4 separate regions of the Sus scrofa genome follow, and all the other regions are linked to region 2. The links are chromatin contacts, called in public Hi-C and HiChIP or PLAC-seq maps. All regions are on one chromosome and are shown on one strand. The core of a region is the stretch at or near the end of the contact, and the rest is flanking DNA. Distances in the headings are between cores, read along the strand shown.

Region 1 (2,700 bases), core at 155-2,654, 350 kb after region 2:
ATTGGCCTTGCCAAGTTTCCTATATCAGTCCTTGTCCAATAGGAGTTTTAGGGGTGGAACTATCCCATGTGTTTTATGATTTCTTTGTCCTCTTTCCTTGGACTAAGTTACCATTCCTCTCATTCCTTTTCTATCAGTTGAGGAGTGGGTTAGAGATTAAGGTCCCTATGGGGAGAGGCACATTTCCTATAGTAAACAAGGCCTGTGGGGAATTACTCTCTGGAGCCCTTAAACCACAAATGTTAATCAACAGCCATATCAAAGAATGCATCAAAGCCCATGCTCCTACACTGACTACATGAGTTAGTACTCTGCCTCAAAAGGAAGGCCCTACTCTCATGAAACTCACATTTTAGTAGGAAGAACCAGGGAATAAAGATAATTTCAGATAATGATAAGGTGCTATGAAGACAAATATGGTGGAGGAAAAGATGAGAGTCAGCTATTTGAAATAAAGTGCTCAGGGATGCCCTGACAGGGTGCCTTTTAGTTGAACTTGAATGAGGATGAGGCAGACAAGAAAAGACCTGGCATAGAGGGGCTGTTTGACCACCATGTGAGAAAGTCTTTGTGGAAAGAACTAATTTGGCAGCTTGGCATTTCCAAGGTTCCAAAACAAAGCAGTGAGGCTGGATCTTATTATATATCTGGAGAAGGGGACGCTCCCCTAGATGAGGTGGGGCCAGATTACATAGGGCCTTACTGGCCATGGAAAGAATTTTGGACATTACTTTAAGGGCAAAGGGTTTACTGAAGGATCCTAAATGATTGACTATGCTCTTATTTACCTTTTTAAAAGATCACTCTGGCTCTTCATGGGAAAGGGGTCTTGCTGGAGCAGAAGGGTCAGCTTTAAGACCAGTTCCATGCCTTCAGGTTTATGTTCTGGTCACTCCTAAGTCTGGAAGGACGATTTTTACTAGGTTCCAGGGACCCAGCTCCCAGGGAGCAGGGAGCTGAGAAAGTGCCCCCTTACTGCAGCTCTTTTAGCCCAGGTCAAGCCTCATTTGGAGTTCAAGAAGCGATGGATAGGGGTCCCCTAATACCCCTGCCTCACCAACCCTTCAGTCGCTCAAAAAACCATTCACTAGGTGCTAAAGACACTGAGGAGGGTCCGACAGGCCTTTCCTAGCCCTCTCTGTAGACGGACATTTTTCGATTTCCTCCAACTCCTAACTCAAGGGACAACTCTGGATTAGTCTGTGTTTGGCGCCCCGCGGCAGTGACAAACCCAGGCCCACGGGTTGGTGGGGCAGAGGAGACCTCTCTAAAATTAACAAGGCCACCCCGCAACACGGAGCCCAATCCCGCCGCCCGCTCCAAGGCAGGATATGGACTACCACTCCCAGCAGACTCTGCGCGCGGACTGCCGATCCCTCCGCACCCAATTTGTCCCGCCGGCTGTGTCTACCGCTACCTGCCAAGGGCCAAGTCCAGGTTTTTTAGACTCTAAATTCCTTCTTCTTAGCATGTTTCTGGAAGGGGCAGCGTGGAGCCCTGGAGGAAAGACGGACTTTTTTTCAGGAGAAACGCGGATGCAGACCATCAAAAAGACGTAGTGCTACAACCCGCGATTTTCGCGCGCTTTGGCGCGGGAGGTTGTGGGTAGCGCGCCCAGGAAGGAGAAAGGAGCCGGGGCTGTGACCACGCCGCCCGCCGGGCCTGAGGGGATGGACGAGGAAGATCCCTGCGCCGAGGGGGCGGCGGTGGTCGCCGCGGCCGGAGAAGCACTGCAGGCTCTGTGCCAGGAGCTGAACCTGGACGAGGGGAGCGCGGCCGAAGCCCTGGACGACTTCACCGCCATCCGGGGCACCTACAGTCTAGAGGTGAGCGGCGGCAGGTGAGGCGGACGACCGAGCTCGCCAGGCCCCACCCCTGCTCCGCCCCACCCCACCCAGTAGGGCGGTGGGAGTTTCCCCACCGGGAAGGGTCTCTGCCCATCCCGGCGCCGAAGAGTTCGAGACTGGAAGGGCGGGTGTAGATCAATCTCGCCACTTATTTTGAGGCGGGAAATCGAAGTCCGGAAAAGGAGCAGCTGGTTCAGGGTCACGCCACTCAGGGGCTCCCTAGACCCCAGACCTGCGCCGCAAACTCATGGGACTGCTCTTAAGTTTGTATAAAAAAAAAAAAAGTTCTGTAATGGTGAAAGGTTAAACGAATTGTGTGCTGAGATGCCACTGCGCAGCGCTTTGTCATTTTACTTAGTTCTCGCCACAACCCTTTGAACATGTTCCGTGATCCCCATTATACAGCTGAGGAAGCTGAGCCCTCAAGTGGTTAAGCTACTTACCCAGGGTCACACGGGTAGTGGTGGAGCCGGAACCACAACCTCTTCACCTTCCGCCTCAAGGTGTTGGTTGCTCGCCTTGCGGTAGACTATGCAGCAGTTTGATCACATTATTATCGAGTGTGCACACAGTGCTTATCTCTCCGCCCCAGGTTTCTCCTCTCAGATGGGGATAATTAGATTATCCCAATGCGAAGTACAGTGTCTGTCTCTGAACAAAATAAATGTAGGCTATCATTCGAATTTTCCCCCAATCACTCTTGCATTTAGTTCTCATGAGAGCTCTGTGAACATGGCAGGGCAATGAGTTTTAAACCTGCTTTTCAGGTAATAACATCAAGGCCCAGAGGACTGTCTTACCCAGAATCATTCTCACTAATTATGATAGGCACCCAGTCGAGTGGTAAGCCTAC
Region 2 (2,700 bases), core at 143-2,642:
ATCTACCCCCTCAATCTAAACCTTCTTCAGCCTCTTCCCACCTTAGTCAAGGTCTCTTTCATTCCATCATACTCAAGGCAAAGATCTAAGCTGCCAATGCCTCAGCACCCACCTGCCCATCTTACATTCTTTACTTCTCCACCTCCCCAAGCCACCACCCTGCCAGGTGCACCTGGAAACCTGAAACCAGCCTTCTAACTGGTCCCCCTACACCCACTGGAAAGTGCTTTCTAAGTCATGCAGTCAGGGTAGCCTTTCAGAAACCGCAATCTGGTTATCAGCCCTCCGATGAAAATGGCTTCTCATTACCCTCAAGAGAAAATCCAAATTCATTAGGTAGCACAACCTGCCCTACTTGCTCATTTCTCACCCTCACCCACTCCTTTCCACCCCCACATCTAGGACAAGGGGTTCTTTCTGCCTAGAACATTTCCCCTCTCACTCTTGCCCTGTGCAGCTCCTAACTGTCCTTGGTGTCCGCCTAAATACCAGCTTCCCATGGAGAGACCACCCTCACTCTTCACCCCACATTAGTATTCCACTAACTTTTCATAACATTCTTCATTTTCCACCCACAGCACTTCCCATCGTGCATAATTATATGTTGATTTGATTAAAATTATTAACAGAGAGTGCTCTTTCGATGATTGTAGAAGCCCTTCCGTCACTCTCCCCCAGTGGACTGGCAGAGCCTTGAGTTAGAACAGCGCCTGTGTCACTCTCCATTCTATTCTCTTGCCTTTTTAGCACTGCACTTACGCATAGCAAGACCTCGAAGAATGTGCTTCATTAGCTAATAAATGGATACACAGACTCATTTAATCCCTACAACCACCCTGTGAAGCAGGCATTTCATCAGATTTGGGGAAGATGAGTCGCAGTGGGCAAGTGGCTCGCCCGAAGTGGGGAAGAGTCAGATCCTGACCCAAGACAAATCCTAAATTCTGAGCCGGAATAGTTCCGTTCCTGACCTTTTGGCCTTGGTGAAGGGACCGGGGAGGAGGCGGACTTTGAGCCACGAGAAGGTTTTTCCCAGAGTACTCGGGTCATCCACGAGGGTCGCAGTGAACAAACGCTCACCTACGGAGACGAGGGTACGCCCCCTTCTCTCTCAGCGTGTTAAAGATCACAATCTGCTGCATATGCATAAGGGGACCAAAGGAGCCGAGATTCGGGGCTGCCCGGCATACGCCTGATCAAAACTACTTTAGACTTGAAGAGTTCAGAGCCCCTGGAGTTCTGCACACGTTGGTAGGACGTCTTCAAAAGGCTATATGTGGCAAATATTGGGGGGATAGTGGGCGAGAGTGACCCCAATTTAGGTCGTATGATCAGGCGTATGCTGTAGGCAGCTCGGTCCCGGGAGGGGTCCTCGGCCGGCTCGTCTAGAAGACCAAGGGGGCGTCTCCCCGGCTTCTTGCGGCGTCGGTGGCGAGCTGAGGTGGAGGCAGGCTGCGGCGGCGAGGGCGACAGCGGTGGCGGCGGCGCCATGGCAGGGCTTGCAGGTACTGTGGCATTGGCCTCCTGGGGGCGGGATGAGAGGCCCTCAATGCGGCCGCGCCGCCATGTTGTCCCTTCGGGGTCACCTTAGGCGTCGTCCGGTCCCTTTCAGGGGTTTTCCTTCCGTGCACCTTGGGCCGCCCCTGTCCGGTGTCACGTGATTGCCCTGTTTCGTCCCCAGCCTGGGCCTTGGGGGGTCCCTTCCCGGCCCGAGGGCGTGTCACCGGACTCCTAGGTTCAGATTCTGGCCTCCAAGGTCAGCGCTCGCCTGTTTGCTCTCGGGAGGGAGCAGGCAGAGCTAGGGAGCGCGGGGCTAGGGGTGCGGCCACCTTTTCTTAGACCCCGGGGCACATGGCAGGGGGCTCAGCTTCTGAGAGTCCTGTCACTCTGTCCCTGCCACTTTAATTGCATTTTTTTTAATCAGAAGGGACGTGGAGAGGAGAGAAAGGGGTCTCCCGCTCCCACGCCACCGCCTTGGTGCCCGGGGTGATAGCTTGACTCTCAGCTTTGGGTCGCGGGTGCTTCTTACTCCTTCTAATTTTCTATCAGGTCTGCCGACCTGTTCCCTTTCCTCCAGTACGTATGGGGAGTGGCCCTCAAGGGCAGCTGAAGGAATGGAATGCCTGGCACAGTAATGGCCTGAAAAGAAGAATGGGGGATGGGAGACAGTTGATTTTTTTTTTCTTCCCTCTTCCAGACCGCCTTTAATTTCCTTCCAGGCCTCCGTGTCCCTTTTCAACATTAAATGTTGGGTCAGACTGAGGTCTGTCCTAGGAAAGAAATGGTCTTTCTGTTTATAGGTTTGGTTCGTGTTTTACCCCTTTCAGGGAACTGGTGTGTTGGGGACAGCTTCTGTTTGCCCTGCCTGACATGGTACAACCATCCCCTCAGCCTTCTGGACGGCAACACCAAAGCCAGGACCAAAAAAAAAAAAAAAAAAGAAAAAGTTCCAGCTTAAGTGCTAAGGCCAAATGTTAGATCTTGTTTATTTATTTGTTTGTTTTAAATCAAAGACTAATTAATATCAAGCAAATCTGTTGAAAGATTGTGGTGCCCTGGGCGGTTTCCAGTGACCAGGTCAATTCCATATCTGACTTTGGTCTTGTTAGAATTGCTGCCAAAACCAGTTTAACTTTTTATCTATAATATGTTGTTTCAAAGAGGAATCTGGAAGTCTGGGTTTGGCTGTCTTTTGTTGTT
Region 3 (2,700 bases), core at 82-2,581, 270 kb after region 2:
AATTTGATGAAAAGTCTCCAAAAGAGATGGAACAAATGCTAAAAGTCTGAAAGGGCCTTTTTTTTTTTTTTTGGCCATGACATTTTTTATTTAAAACCTAAGTTTCAGTGTACAAATTATACAATCCCAGGGCATTTTTAATGTGTAAACATATCTGTGAGATTTCCAAATATTTGACAAGCTTGAATGAAATGCTTATGGAAAGCCTTGCCAAATCCACTGGTTTATCATCTAAGTCAGGATCAAGGAACAAAGTTAGAAGCCTGGGCAAATAATTGAAGGAGAGCTTCAGCATTTTTCTAAAGTGTACTATCAAGGTGTAACAACCTCAAATCAAGGGCAAAGAAGAAAAATTAAAAAGGGATAAAGATAGCTAGCAAGTAATTCCTTTTCATAGCCTTCTCCTCTACCTCTATAACTACTATTTTGTAACAATAGCCTCAATTATCAGGTTGAACAGAGGTGCTCTGTTTTGTTTTAAGAAAAATAAAAACAGGAGTTCCCGTTGTGGCACAGTGGTTTACGAATCCGACTAGGAACCATGAGGTTGCGGGTTCGATCCCTGCCCTTGCTCAGTGGGTTAACGATCCGGCGTTGCCGTGACCTGTGGTGTAGGTTGCAGACGCGGCTTGGATCCCGCGTTGCTGTGGTTCTGGTGTAGGCTGGCAGCTACAGCTCCGATTCGACCCCTAGCCTGGGAACCTCCATATGCCGCGGGAGCGGCCCAAGAAATAGCAGAAAGATGGAAAAAAAAAAAAAAAAAGAAAGAAAAAAAGAAAAATAAAAACAAAAAACCACACATGCATCCCTAAGAGATTTATTACCAGAGTCTATAAGGGCATTATTACCTCCTGCTTTTGAATATACAGCCACCTATTGGCAGAATTATATAGCTTGTCATCATAGCTTGTCACTGAATCTAGGTAACTAGGGAATTATGGTGGGGGGAGGGGAACAGACGGTTTTCAAGTTGAATAAGCCACCAGAGAGAGCTTGGACCCTCTACTATGGCTCTTTGGGCACTCTGCTGAGCAAACAACTTCACAACTCATTTAGAGCTCGGAACCAGAGCCAACTTTGCTCATCCCAGAGAGGCACTGATGGCACTTCCATTTGAAGAAATACTAAAGTGGAATGCTCAAGCAAAGAAGCAGCCAAAGAGCTTTGATTAGCAAGACTCCCCACTGAGACCACTTCTCTACACCCTCCTAGAGCATGTGGAGCACCTAGGGTACAGGAATATAAGAAATGGCAAGACACACTCCCTGTCCTAAAGGGAAGCCAAAAAGCAAAGATAAATTACAACAGACCAGGCTGTTATTAATGGAGGGAGGGACAAAGTGCTACAGAGGGAACTATGACCCAAGTCGGCCTGGGGCAGCCTTTGGTTGGGAAGTGGGAAATGGGAGGCGGGAGGGCTTGGGCAGTCTGCCAGCTTCAGGAGAAGTAGAAGTCTAGCAATACTCAGTGCTATAAAAATAATGTTTTCATAGGTAATTACGCTGCAATCTTCATCAACATTAACTAGATAATTCCCTCTTCACTTCTGTGGCTCATTCTCTTAAGGACTCACTCATTTAATTTGTAAATGTGATTTTAAAATTATCATCCCACCTAAATGTCCACAAACAGGAGACTAGTTAAATAATGGCATATACACCTACAACTTGAATTACTTTGGGGCAATTTAAAAGAAGAAGGTAGGAGTTTATGGACTGATACAGAGATACTACCTCCTACTCTTGAATACACAGCCATCCATTGGGAGAATTCTATTTAACACTGCCTGTCACTGAGTCCAGGCAACTGGGTGAATTATGGCAGGGGAGCAGGGCCAGGCAGTGGGGGGTGCATCAAGTTGAATAGACCCCCAAGGGGAAAGCTGGGAGCCCCCAGTTTGTGACAAAAGCAAAGAATATAACTGTGCATAGAATGGTCCCTTTAGTGTAAATAAGAAAGGATATTCATACATTCAATGATATGCATCTTTCTTTTTCAAAGTATACACAATTAACTGTTAATAATAGATTCCTCTAAGAAGAGGGATTGGATTGAAGGGGTAAGAAAAAGCTCTTATATTTCATTATATACCTTTTTGTACTCTGAATTTTTTTAAACTACATGCATATTTTACTCCAATTTTTTAAAAATATGGATTATTTGAACAATGAGATTTTATGACATATACTTTCTTCTTTACAAACACTTTTATTAAAAAATATCACTCGATAAATATGATTTAGAAAATAATCACTCTCCCTTTCAACAGATGGATAAACACAAACAGATGTTTAAAGACTTGTGGGAGGCTCCTCAACATATCCTAATTATAAAGATAAGGAAACCATCATCTTGCAGGTTTTACTTAGAATCCTGACTATAAACTTTCAATAATAACATGGTCACCATGGCCAGCTAATCAAGATTCAACTGTGTATCTGTCCTAAAGACGTTATAAGCATTCACAATGCACACATATGGAATAACGAAAAGGTAAAGTGCAGTGAACTCACCATTTTGGGCTTGCTCTCAGCCCCAATTTTATTTTTTTTATATGCACCTGCGGCATATGGAAGTTCCCAGGTTAGGGGGTCAAATCAGAGGTGCAGCTGCTGGCCTATGCCACAGCAATGCCAGATCCAAGCAGCATCTGTGACCTACACCACAGCTCACTGGATTGAACAGCTCACAGCAACGCTG
Region 4 (2,700 bases), core at 72-2,571, 310 kb after region 2:
GGATGGCAGCAGTAGAGATGGTAATTAGTGGCCGGAGTCTGGTTGGAATTCAAAGTTAAAGCCGGAATTGCTAGTGGGTAGAAAGATGTAGAAGAGGAATCTATGACACCAATGCTGACTCCCCAGTGCCTTGAATACATGCATGTACTTCATCTATTAAGACCTAGTGAGTGACTATGAGTAACATTTTCCCAGCTAGGCTGTAAATTACTATAACACAGTATTTGCGCCAGAATCCTTTTCTTCCCACCCCGTGTTAATCCTAACAACTGTGGGGGCTAAAATTTGAGCACTTAACATGTGTCCCGTATGCCCATACTGTGCTGAGTATTTTGCACGGATTTAGTCATTAAATCCTCACACTATCTAAGTGAGTGCGATTTACAGACCAAGAAAGGGTCTCAAAAACAGTTATCTGCCCTAAGACTTGTAACTAGCTGAGAAACAAACTGCAGAAACTCTATTATCCTCAACTTCTCAATTTTGGAGAAGTTACTTCCCCTGTGTGGAATTCCATCTTTTCCACTTGTCAATAGTACACATTTCCCAAGTTGTGTGGCTGGACTACCTGAGATTCCATCCCGCACAGTGCCCACGCATTAGCTAGCAATATAGTTAGGTTTCCTGGCTGCTTACTTAGTGCCACGCACTGTTCTACGCTATGTAGAAAGACTATCTCATTCATTACACACAGGAATGCATGAGGCAGATAATGTGGCCAATCTATTTTACAAATGAGAAACTGAGATGCAGAGGAGTTAAGCAAACAGCGCAGCAGGGGAATACGTGGCAGACTAAGTTTGCAACTGGATACTCCAACTTCAGAACTCATGCTCTAAGCTCCTAAAAAGAGGTGAGTGATTGTCTTGCCCCTATCTTTAAAAAAACTACTGTCCAAAGAAAGAAGAATTAGCCAAAATCTCACTCTTAGGCCGCCTGGCCCGGATGCCCGCGCGAGTCAAATGAATGAGCAAAGCCAGACCCAGGGTTATCCGCGGCTGTGGTATCCGGCTGGGCCTCTGGGGGACCCGTAGACCCGCGCCGCACCCACCCCCACCGTCTCCTCCGCTCGCTGGCAGTTCCACCCGCTGGACAGCCCTCCGTCAGACCCCCGACCCCAAGAGACCCCAAGCCCATGCCCCTGTCCCACAGGGGAAGGGGGACCCGCCCGGCCGGCTCCCGAGTGGCAAGCACTAGCCTGCCGCGGGCGACGGCCCACTCGCCGAGGCGTGCGGTCCCCGGGACCCCGTTATCGAACCATGCGCAACGCCTCACCCGGCGGCGCCATTCCTCCGAGCAGGTCCCACTAGGGCCCGAGCCGCAGGCGGACTTCCGCTCGGGAAAGTGGCTCCAAGAGCGCGCCGGAGGGGACGCCCGGGACTCGCAACAGACTCCGCGTGCTGGGATGGGCTCTAAGCACAGGTCAGTCCACGCTGTCCCGCGGAACCGGGCCTCTCCTAGGAGCCGCGGCCAGAATGCCAGTCCTTCGGCGCACAGGGCACCGCGGTCTTCGCGTACAGGCCCGCTTCCCCCCTCGCTGTGGCCCACTTGGAACCGTCCGCTTCTCAACGCCCGATTCTGGGCACCACTGGCACGCGGTTGGACGCGGCGTCTGGGGTGGGCCCGAGACGGGGCCTGCTGTGATTGGCCGATTACACTGTCACTCAGGCGTCTGTCTGCAGCCCGGCGGATTTTAAAGGAATGGGAAGGGTTCGGTGGAGTAGGAAGAGTAGTATTCGAGGCTTTTGCTGGTAGTTTGTTTGTTCGTTTGCTTTTAATTAGAAAATTATGGCGATTTTCTCCAAAGGTTGTTTTGGTTTTTAATAACTGACCTATGAATGACGTTTTAATTGATTTGCAAAGCATTTGGGTGAGGAGCATACTAGCCCAAATTTTGCAGATGAATTAAGAGACTCAAAAATGGAAATGACTCATCCAAGAACTCTGTACTAACTCCAGTTTTTGATCGTTTGGGGCATAGCCCGCAGTGTACTAAGCACTCCATGTACTATTTCATCACCATTCTGTGAGGTATGTACAATTAGTATTCCCATTTTGCAGCGAAGGAAACAAAGATTTGAACCTATGCAGTCTGACTCCATAATCTGTGCTTTTAACTATTACGAACATTTATTCACAATGCAGTAACTATTATTAACATTAGTGTCCCAGATATTATTATCCCAAACAGGGGTGAGTCAGTTATTTCTATGTCTGGTACTGTGCTGTTGAATATGGTATACTAGCTATATGTTGATATTTAAATTTGAATTTAAGTTAATTAAAATTTAAAATTCTGTTCCTCAGTTATACTAACCACATTTCAAGCACGCAGTAGCCACATGGGGCTGGTGGAGATCATATTGGACAGCACAGAATTATAGAACATTTCCACCGTCACAGAAAGTTCCCTTGGGCAGTTCTGATCTAGAATACATAAAGTACTCTTCCAACTCAGTATGCGCGAAAGTCTCATATTGGCTTGAGAGTCAGTTGTTAAATTTATCAGAAATTTTGCAAATTGGTTGTTAAATACAGCTATTTAGAAAAGTTGAGGAGGAGTTCCCTTCGTGGCTCAGGGGAAATGACCCCAACTAGTATCCATGAGGATGCGGGTTTGATCCCTGGCTTTGATCAGTGGGTTAAGGTTCTGGTGTTGCCATGAGCTGTGGTGTAGGTCGCAGACGTGGATCGGATCTG

What was found. Hi-C and Micro-C count contacts between places; a contact is called where the count stands out from the background. HiChIP or PLAC-seq counts read pairs in DNA pulled down with a chosen protein or histone mark.
Region 1: a contact with region 2 is called in a Hi-C map of heart right ventricle, with 3 times the contacts expected there. The contact joins the promoter of RBL1 here to the promoter of BLCAP in region 2. A contact is called at or near these places in 2 of 47 Hi-C or Micro-C datasets (embryonic fibroblasts and heart right ventricle).
Region 3: an H3K27ac HiChIP or PLAC-seq map of alveolar macrophages shows a contact between it and region 2. The contact joins the enhancer-like site here to the promoter of BLCAP in region 2. A contact is called at or near these places in 2 of 5 promoter capture datasets (fetal skeletal muscle and skeletal muscle), 2 of 47 Hi-C or Micro-C datasets (embryonic fibroblasts and heart right ventricle) and 2 of 2 datasets of contacts at active chromatin or transcription factors (alveolar macrophages and skeletal muscle).
Region 4: a Hi-C map of embryonic fibroblasts shows a contact between it and region 2, with 9 times the contacts expected there. The contact joins the promoter of RPN2 here to the promoter of BLCAP in region 2. A contact is called at or near these places in 2 of 5 promoter capture datasets (fetal liver and liver), 21 of 47 Hi-C or Micro-C datasets (adipose tissue, alveolar macrophages, blood and 12 more) and 2 of 2 datasets of contacts at active chromatin or transcription factors (alveolar macrophages and skeletal muscle).

The regions. Positions count from the first base shown.
Region 1 is chr17:40,278,022-40,280,721 of Sscrofa11.1, reverse strand. RBL1 (retinoblastoma-like protein 1) reads left to right here and starts at 1,404. Exons shown (of 22, transcript XM_021077346.1): 1 at 1,404-1,826. The coding sequence starts at 1,671. It overlaps LOC110257355 (a long non-coding RNA gene), which reads right to left and starts at 2,393. Exons shown (of 3, transcript XR_002339844.1): 1 at 2,291-2,393.
Region 2 is chr17:40,632,305-40,635,004 of Sscrofa11.1, reverse strand. It overlaps BLCAP (bladder cancer-associated protein), which reads left to right and starts at 1,392. Exons shown (of 3, transcript XR_001302112.2): 1 at 1,392-1,505.
Region 3 is chr17:40,358,107-40,360,806 of Sscrofa11.1, reverse strand. The region is part of intron 9 of RPN2 (ribophorin II); the gene reads right to left. Among named protein-coding and RNA genes, the nearest start is that of RPN2, 37 kb to the right of the region's middle. Within about 2 kb of position 1,331, at least 5 of the 83 cell types and tissues checked have an H3K27ac peak or open chromatin away from gene starts, as enhancers often do. A contact at or near this core is called in alveolar macrophages, where this site is marked.
Region 4 is chr17:40,321,278-40,323,977 of Sscrofa11.1, reverse strand. It overlaps RPN2 (ribophorin II), which reads right to left and starts at 1,321. Exons shown (of 17, transcript NM_213941.1): 1 at 1,276-1,321. The coding sequence starts at 1,288.